Linked DNA regions of Columba livia: region 2 is linked to region 1. Evidence: chromatin contacts called from public Hi-C data. All regions are on one chromosome and are shown on one strand. The core of a region is the stretch at or near the end of the contact, and the rest is flanking DNA. Distances in the headings are between cores, read along the strand shown.

The links. Hi-C and Micro-C count contacts between places; a contact is called where the count stands out from the background.
Region 2: a contact with region 1 is called in a Hi-C map of crop, with 4 times the contacts expected there. The contact joins the promoter of HSF2BP here to the promoter of CRYAA in region 1. A contact is called at or near these places in 2 of 2 Hi-C or Micro-C datasets (crop and liver).

Annotation. Positions count from the first base shown.
Region 1 is chr1:96,780,804-96,783,763 of bColLiv1.pat.W.v2, reverse strand. It overlaps CRYAA (crystallin alpha A), which reads right to left and starts at 1,369. Exons shown (of 3, transcript XM_021286513.2): 1 at 966-1,369; 2 at 1-18. The coding sequence starts at 1,154.
Region 2 is chr1:97,083,339-97,086,298 of bColLiv1.pat.W.v2, reverse strand. It overlaps HSF2BP (heat shock transcription factor 2 binding protein), which reads left to right and starts at 1,480. Exons shown (of 10, transcript XR_010473755.1): 1 at 1,480-1,618. It overlaps RRP1B (ribosomal RNA processing 1B), which reads right to left and starts at 1,227. Exons shown (of 16, transcript XM_065069171.1): 1 at 863-1,227. The coding sequence starts at 995.

The DNA of each region.
Region 1 (2,960 bases), core at 120-2,619:
TTCCCGGTCAGACCTCACCTGAAATGAACATTGTCAGACAGTAAGACATGAGCTCTAAGTGCGGAGGGAAGCGTCATGACAGCTTAAAAGCCGGAGAAGGGGGGGGTCTGGCAGCAGCACGGCTTCCCTGTCTGGGACTATGGGCCTCAGCGGGGGTCTTCTATCCCTTGGTGGGGACACAGGGACACTGGGAGGCTGTGGCAGGGGTCTGCGCCATTGCTACTGCTCTGGGGAGAGGTATCACCTCTCGCCACTCTTCCTGGGCGGGGACCCCTTTGCACCCAGTGATCTGCCAGATGCACCAGAGCTCAGCAGCAAGGGGGAATGGAAACCAGTCCAATATTCTCTGATAGCAAAGGTTTTGTCCTTTCAGTGATTTATGGTTTCTTTGGGGTCTCAGCTCTGGGAGGAAACCAGTAAGAGTGAGCTAGAGAAAGTACTGGTCCCTGAGCTTCACACTACAGTCTCCACTGCTACGTGCTCCTCCTACACACTGCCTACAGATGACTGCTCCTGGGTCCTCCAGCGTGAGCTTGCAAAGCCCACCAAGCTCCTGAAGCAGAGGAGGGGGCCAGAGGAAGCTCCCGCATGCCAGGGTCCTCTCCCACGCTGAGCTGCCCTCGTGGGCGCTTACTCTGGGAGCAGCCTAGCTCTTCCCTCCTCATATGGCCGTCTGACATGAGGGCAGCAAAGGCAGCCTTTTCCATGTCAAAAACAACCGTCAGGAGCCAAAATGATCTCTGTTTCTTGTAGGGAAGCCTTCTCCCCAGTGAGGGTTTCCCTCCGTGCCCAAGAAGGGGGGCTCACTGTGCCTGGCGGTGGGCTGGAGGTCCTCCTTACCCCCTAACACCCCAGCACAGGGCTACAGTCGCCAAACCCAGCCAGTGCGGTGAGGGTGGGGAGGAGCAGGCAGAGGTGTAAGGAGGGAGGGGAAGGAAAAGGAGAGGAATCCGAAGGGCCCTTACCTCTGAAATGCCTGACTCCAGCACACTGCGGAAGAGGGACTGCCTGTAGTAGGGGCTGATAGTGGAAGAGAACCAAGGCAGGAGATCGTACTCGAGGAGGCCCTCTCCAAAAAACTGGTCGAACAAACGGCTTGGAATGAGGGGTCCCAGAGCACGCTTGAACCAGGGGTGCTGGATGGTAATGTCCATTCTGGCTGCTGCTGCGACCTGTGGCTGCGAGGGGAAAATGGCAGGGGCAGTGAAGCTCCTGGAGAGACAGTGATGCCTTGGCTGGACTGCACAGTGCAGCCCCAGGGAAGCTCCCCCTATATATACTGGTCTCGGAGAATGAAGGCATTAGAGGGATTTCTCTGGAAAGACATGATCTCATGACGGAGGCAACGCGGTCAGCAGAAATGCGGAGACTGACCTGGAAACAACAGTCTGGTTGGAATGGGTGCCAGGTCTCCCAGAGGGATGATGCCAGGCAGCACGCTGAAACACAAGGGGTGCCCAGGGGTACTGACAGGTCCTCTACGGGATCAAACAGGCTAAACGGGACACCCCAGTGGGTGTCTCAAGGATGCTTGTGAAGGAGGTCTGATCTGTGGGTCTTTATAACCCGCCCTTGGCTTTTTGTTATTTTGCTTCTGTTTCTGCCCCTCCTTGAAAGAGAGACACAAAGTCTCTTCCAAACACATGAAACAGCTTTCTTCCAAGCGTGGAAAAGGGGTTTGGTTCAGATAGAAGAAAGCAAAACTTTTTTTTGACATGCTATAAAGTGTCTCCCGCACTTGAGAGGGGTCTGTCACCCCTGGCGCAGGGATCATGATGGAGCTGGCAGGGAAGCAGGACTAACGCATGATGCAGAGCATGAACATGGCTTTGACAAAACAGAAACTTTTAACAAACAAATACTTTGCCAAAAGAAAGAAGGAAAAATAAGTTTGGTCACTGACCGTAACAGCAGTCCCAAAGCTGCTCTTGAGAGCGTCCTTGTTTTAATTTAGGAGTGTTGTGGGAGATCTATTTCTCTCCTGGTGTCACGACACAGATCCTGCCTAACACGCATTTCTGGTTATGGCTGGTTTGCATTTCTGTTACCCTTAAAGTTGCCTTTAAGGGGTCATCCGCCATCCTGGAGGAACCAGGGAAGGGGCACGTGGACAGCCCACTACTGGAGCAGCAGGCTCTGCCAGAGAGGAGCGAAAAGGCAGCTAAAGGGCTCAGCACGAGGCCCCAGCGACAGCAATGCAGGGACTGCATCCCAGGGGCCTTCCCAACAGCAGGAGCACCTACGTCAGGAGTCTTGCACGTCTCAGCGCCTTTTGCAGTCACAGAGAGCGATGGAGAGAGAGGAGAGGGCACCTCCAAAAGGCACTTCAGGGCTGAGGGGCTGAATTATCTTCTCGTGGAGCCAGGGTCTAAGGAAACCAAGGGTGGCTGAGATCCTGGCATCCGTGCTTCTGGAGAAATTGGATCAATCCAGGCCAGAGGAGCTAAATTCAGAAAAATATTGAATTAAAGTGACATTCAGTTAAACATCACCTGGCATTGAGGAGCCCTGTGGTCTTGGAAAGCCCTTGGCTGTGACTCCCGCTCATGACCCTTCCCCAGGAAGTGCATGGAGGCAGGTGAGGAAAAGCAGGAAGCAGAAGATCCTGTTACAGAGGCTTTCCTTCATGGAAAACAAAAAGTTGAACAGAAAAACACCCAACAAGGCAGAAGGGACTGCTAAGAAGAGAGACAAGAGTTTAAGTTCAACCTCAGTTGAAGTTTAAGTTCCAGCAAGAAAAAACCCTGTGGTCTGGGCACGGCTCTTGGGCATGAAGGCTTTTCTAAAATCAGGTGTGAAAATGAGATCAATCTCTCCTCAAGACACAGAGGGAAAAAACACAACAGGCAGACCTTCCCCCCCTTTAGTCCCATTGTCCCAAATCTGTCACTTTGCTTGAGAAAACGGAGGAAAATAAAACAAAAATCATAAAGCACTTCCAAGATTTTTCTTCAGGACCT
Region 2 (2,960 bases), core at 231-2,730, 300 kb before region 1:
ACAGCTGTGCCCAGGGACACCACTGAAGTGCCCATGCACTGGACTCCACGTTCTAAGGCAGCAGTACACAGCGCCATCTGGGATAATATACCTCATTGAAAAAAAAGCTTTCGATACCGTGAATGTGGAGGTAACAGGTAACCCATATAATGTGAGTGGGTAACTGAGAATCAACTGCAATTATGCCAGTGCTGAAACACTCCTGAGCTTTCCTCAATTCCCTTTAATGCACTACCTCACCATGCACCATAGCAGAAAATAAAACTACATGTTCCATACATTGGGCTGCACTCAGTTGCCTTTACGTTCTGTTCCTGAGAGGAGCATGGGAGCCACACCACCCCGGTGCCGGCAGCGGTGACGCTGCCAGCAAGGCCCCCCGCCCCGGGCCTCCCCGAGCCCTCCCGCCCCCCGAGCCGGCGCCGAGCCCCGGCCTGAACGCGGGGGAAGCTTTATGGGTGCGGATCCCAAAGGGTCCCCGCTCTGCCGAGGGCTGTTGGCGCCGCACTCGGCGCCTGCAGGATCACCGAGGCGAATACTTTCGGCGATAGAATCCAGACGTTAATAATAATAGCTATAATAAAAACCAACACCACAAGTAATAGAAGTCTCCCAAGCGCCCGCAGGTGGTGGCCGCACGGTGCCGGGTCGGGGAGCCGGAGGCGGGTCCCGGCTCCCGGTCACACGTGCTTCCGCTCCCCACGCCGGCCTGACGGGACCGCCGCTCCACCAGCGCCTCCACGCCCACGCCGCTGGCCCCGGCCACCGGCCCCACCCGGGTCCCCACCAGTCCCACCGGCCCCGAGAAGCGACGGGCCGGACAGCGCCGTGCCGTGCCGAGCCGAGCCGAGCCAGGCCCTACCGTCCGGCCGCTGGGTCCGGACGCTGATGTACCCCCGCAGTTTCTTGAGGGCACGGTCCCGGATGCGCTTCTCGTTGGCAGCCAGCCGCTGTGCGAACTGGACCTCGGGCGGCTGCACGGCGGCGGGAGCCATGGTCTGTCCTCAGTCCAACCCGGCCCGGCCCGTCCGCGCCGCGCACAGTCAGACGCCGCCCGATGGCGTCACCGACGCCCTCGTCGCCCGCCTCCGTCGTCATCGCAGGGCGGGCGGCGCGGCGGTGGGGGTACGGCCACGCCTCGCTGGGTGGCTGGTGTGGCTGCGGGCGTGTCGCCCCAAACCCGTCTGTGACAGCCCGAAAACTCATCGGTACCAACGGGGCAGAAGGGAGCGGGAGGAGGACCCGCCCGGGCCCCCTCGGGCTCCCCCCACCCGCCCATAGCCCAGGACCCTATGTCACCCCCCCCGGGGCCGCCAGCCCCTGCCCAAACGACACCGCAGCCGGGCCGCCCTCCAGCTCCTCCACAGCGCTGCCCGGCCATGGGCGCCGCCGAGCCCTTCCCCAGGCAGGCGCCCGCCGCCCTGCGGCTGCTCCGGGCGGGGCGGTCCCCGGCAGCATGTCCTGCCCGCCCCTCATCCACCAGGCCCCGCCCATCCCGCCCGCGGAGGGGGCGGGGCTACCTCAGTGACGCCAGAGGAGCGCCCTTCCCGCCACCACGAGGTTGGCGGCGGCAGCTGGCGCCATGCGGCGGCGCGCTGGCCTCGCGGGCGACGCGCAGGTAGCGCGCGCGGCCCGCCCGGCCCGGTGGGCGCGGGACTGATCCCGACACCGGCCGGCCCGGGGTCGGGGTGTGGGGGGACCCCGCCGGGGTGGGGGGTTGGCTCCCCGGCGAAGGGGAAGAGGGGCCTGCGTGGCGGCCCTGAGGGAGCAATGGCGCAGTGGAGCTCGGCGTGGGGCCGGAGAGTGTCGGGCAGGGCCGGGCCAGCGCTGGGGTGCTGACTGTGTGGGGCACGCAGCAGCTGAGCACCTTGGGGGGGTGAGGGACCCTCCCCACTGTAGGGGGGCAGCGCCGTGAGGGCTGTGTAGGGGAGTGCCGGAGAGCCGCCCCCCCCGTTGGGAGAGTGTAGAAAGGGCCGGTTGTGTTTCTGTGCTGGGTGTCAGAATTCTGCCTTGTTCAGCCCCCTGCCAGGCGGGGAAGGGGGATTCAGTTCTTGCAGATCCTGGGCCAGCATGCATAACTGGAGTGGCTTGACTGTTGTGCAAGAGATCTGTGAGGACTGAAGTAAAATTTCCTATATGCAGTCACCTGCCATTACTGTAAAAGGCTGGACAGAAAACTGCTGTTCTCTGTTGTCTATATTTGCCTTTAACATACCGTGGTAGCAGGGGAGATACTGAGTAGCTGCTTAACCAGAGAAAATAGAACTTGTCTACTGGCAGCACAGTATCGCAAAGATCTATGTTTACAGTGGGAACTATAAATGAGAATTTTCTCCTTGTTGTATGTTTCATATCTCAGTCCCAGTACTTCTGCGATGTATTTTATTTGAATTCAGCTTCTGCTAGTGAGTAGAGCTGTTCCTATGCCTGTGCAAAATTGTGCTCCATAATTTTGAGCAATACTGAATTGTTTCCCTGTCTTTCCTGTTTGCAGACATGCAGATGATTTTCTTTTATAGAGTTCTGTTGCCATGTGTTTATTCCATACTTTCCTGAGACCTAAATGAGTTGTATTTTCCTTGAATCATGTACTGTGGTGGTACTTGGCCATACTGATTTTGCCACAAGCGCCTTCTAAACACAGCTTGGAGTATACAATTCAGGTTAAAAAAACTAAAATATTTTCTTCTGTACCTTTATTGTGGCTCTGATGCCTCTGAACTGAGAAAGCTGGAACTGGCCTGTTCTGTCCCTGTAACTGTCTGGGTTTGAAAGACGGATGGGAAAGAAAGAGAGTAGAAAGCAAAACTGAAAGTTAGTTATTAACCTAGGGAAGCAGGAGGAGAGAATTGTAGGAAATGGTTGGAAGGGATAGAAGTGCCAGGGTAGCATTGTTTATACCACTGATAATGGCTTCCATTTGTCTTGTACAGCTGGACTCAAGTGGCAATGACATGTTT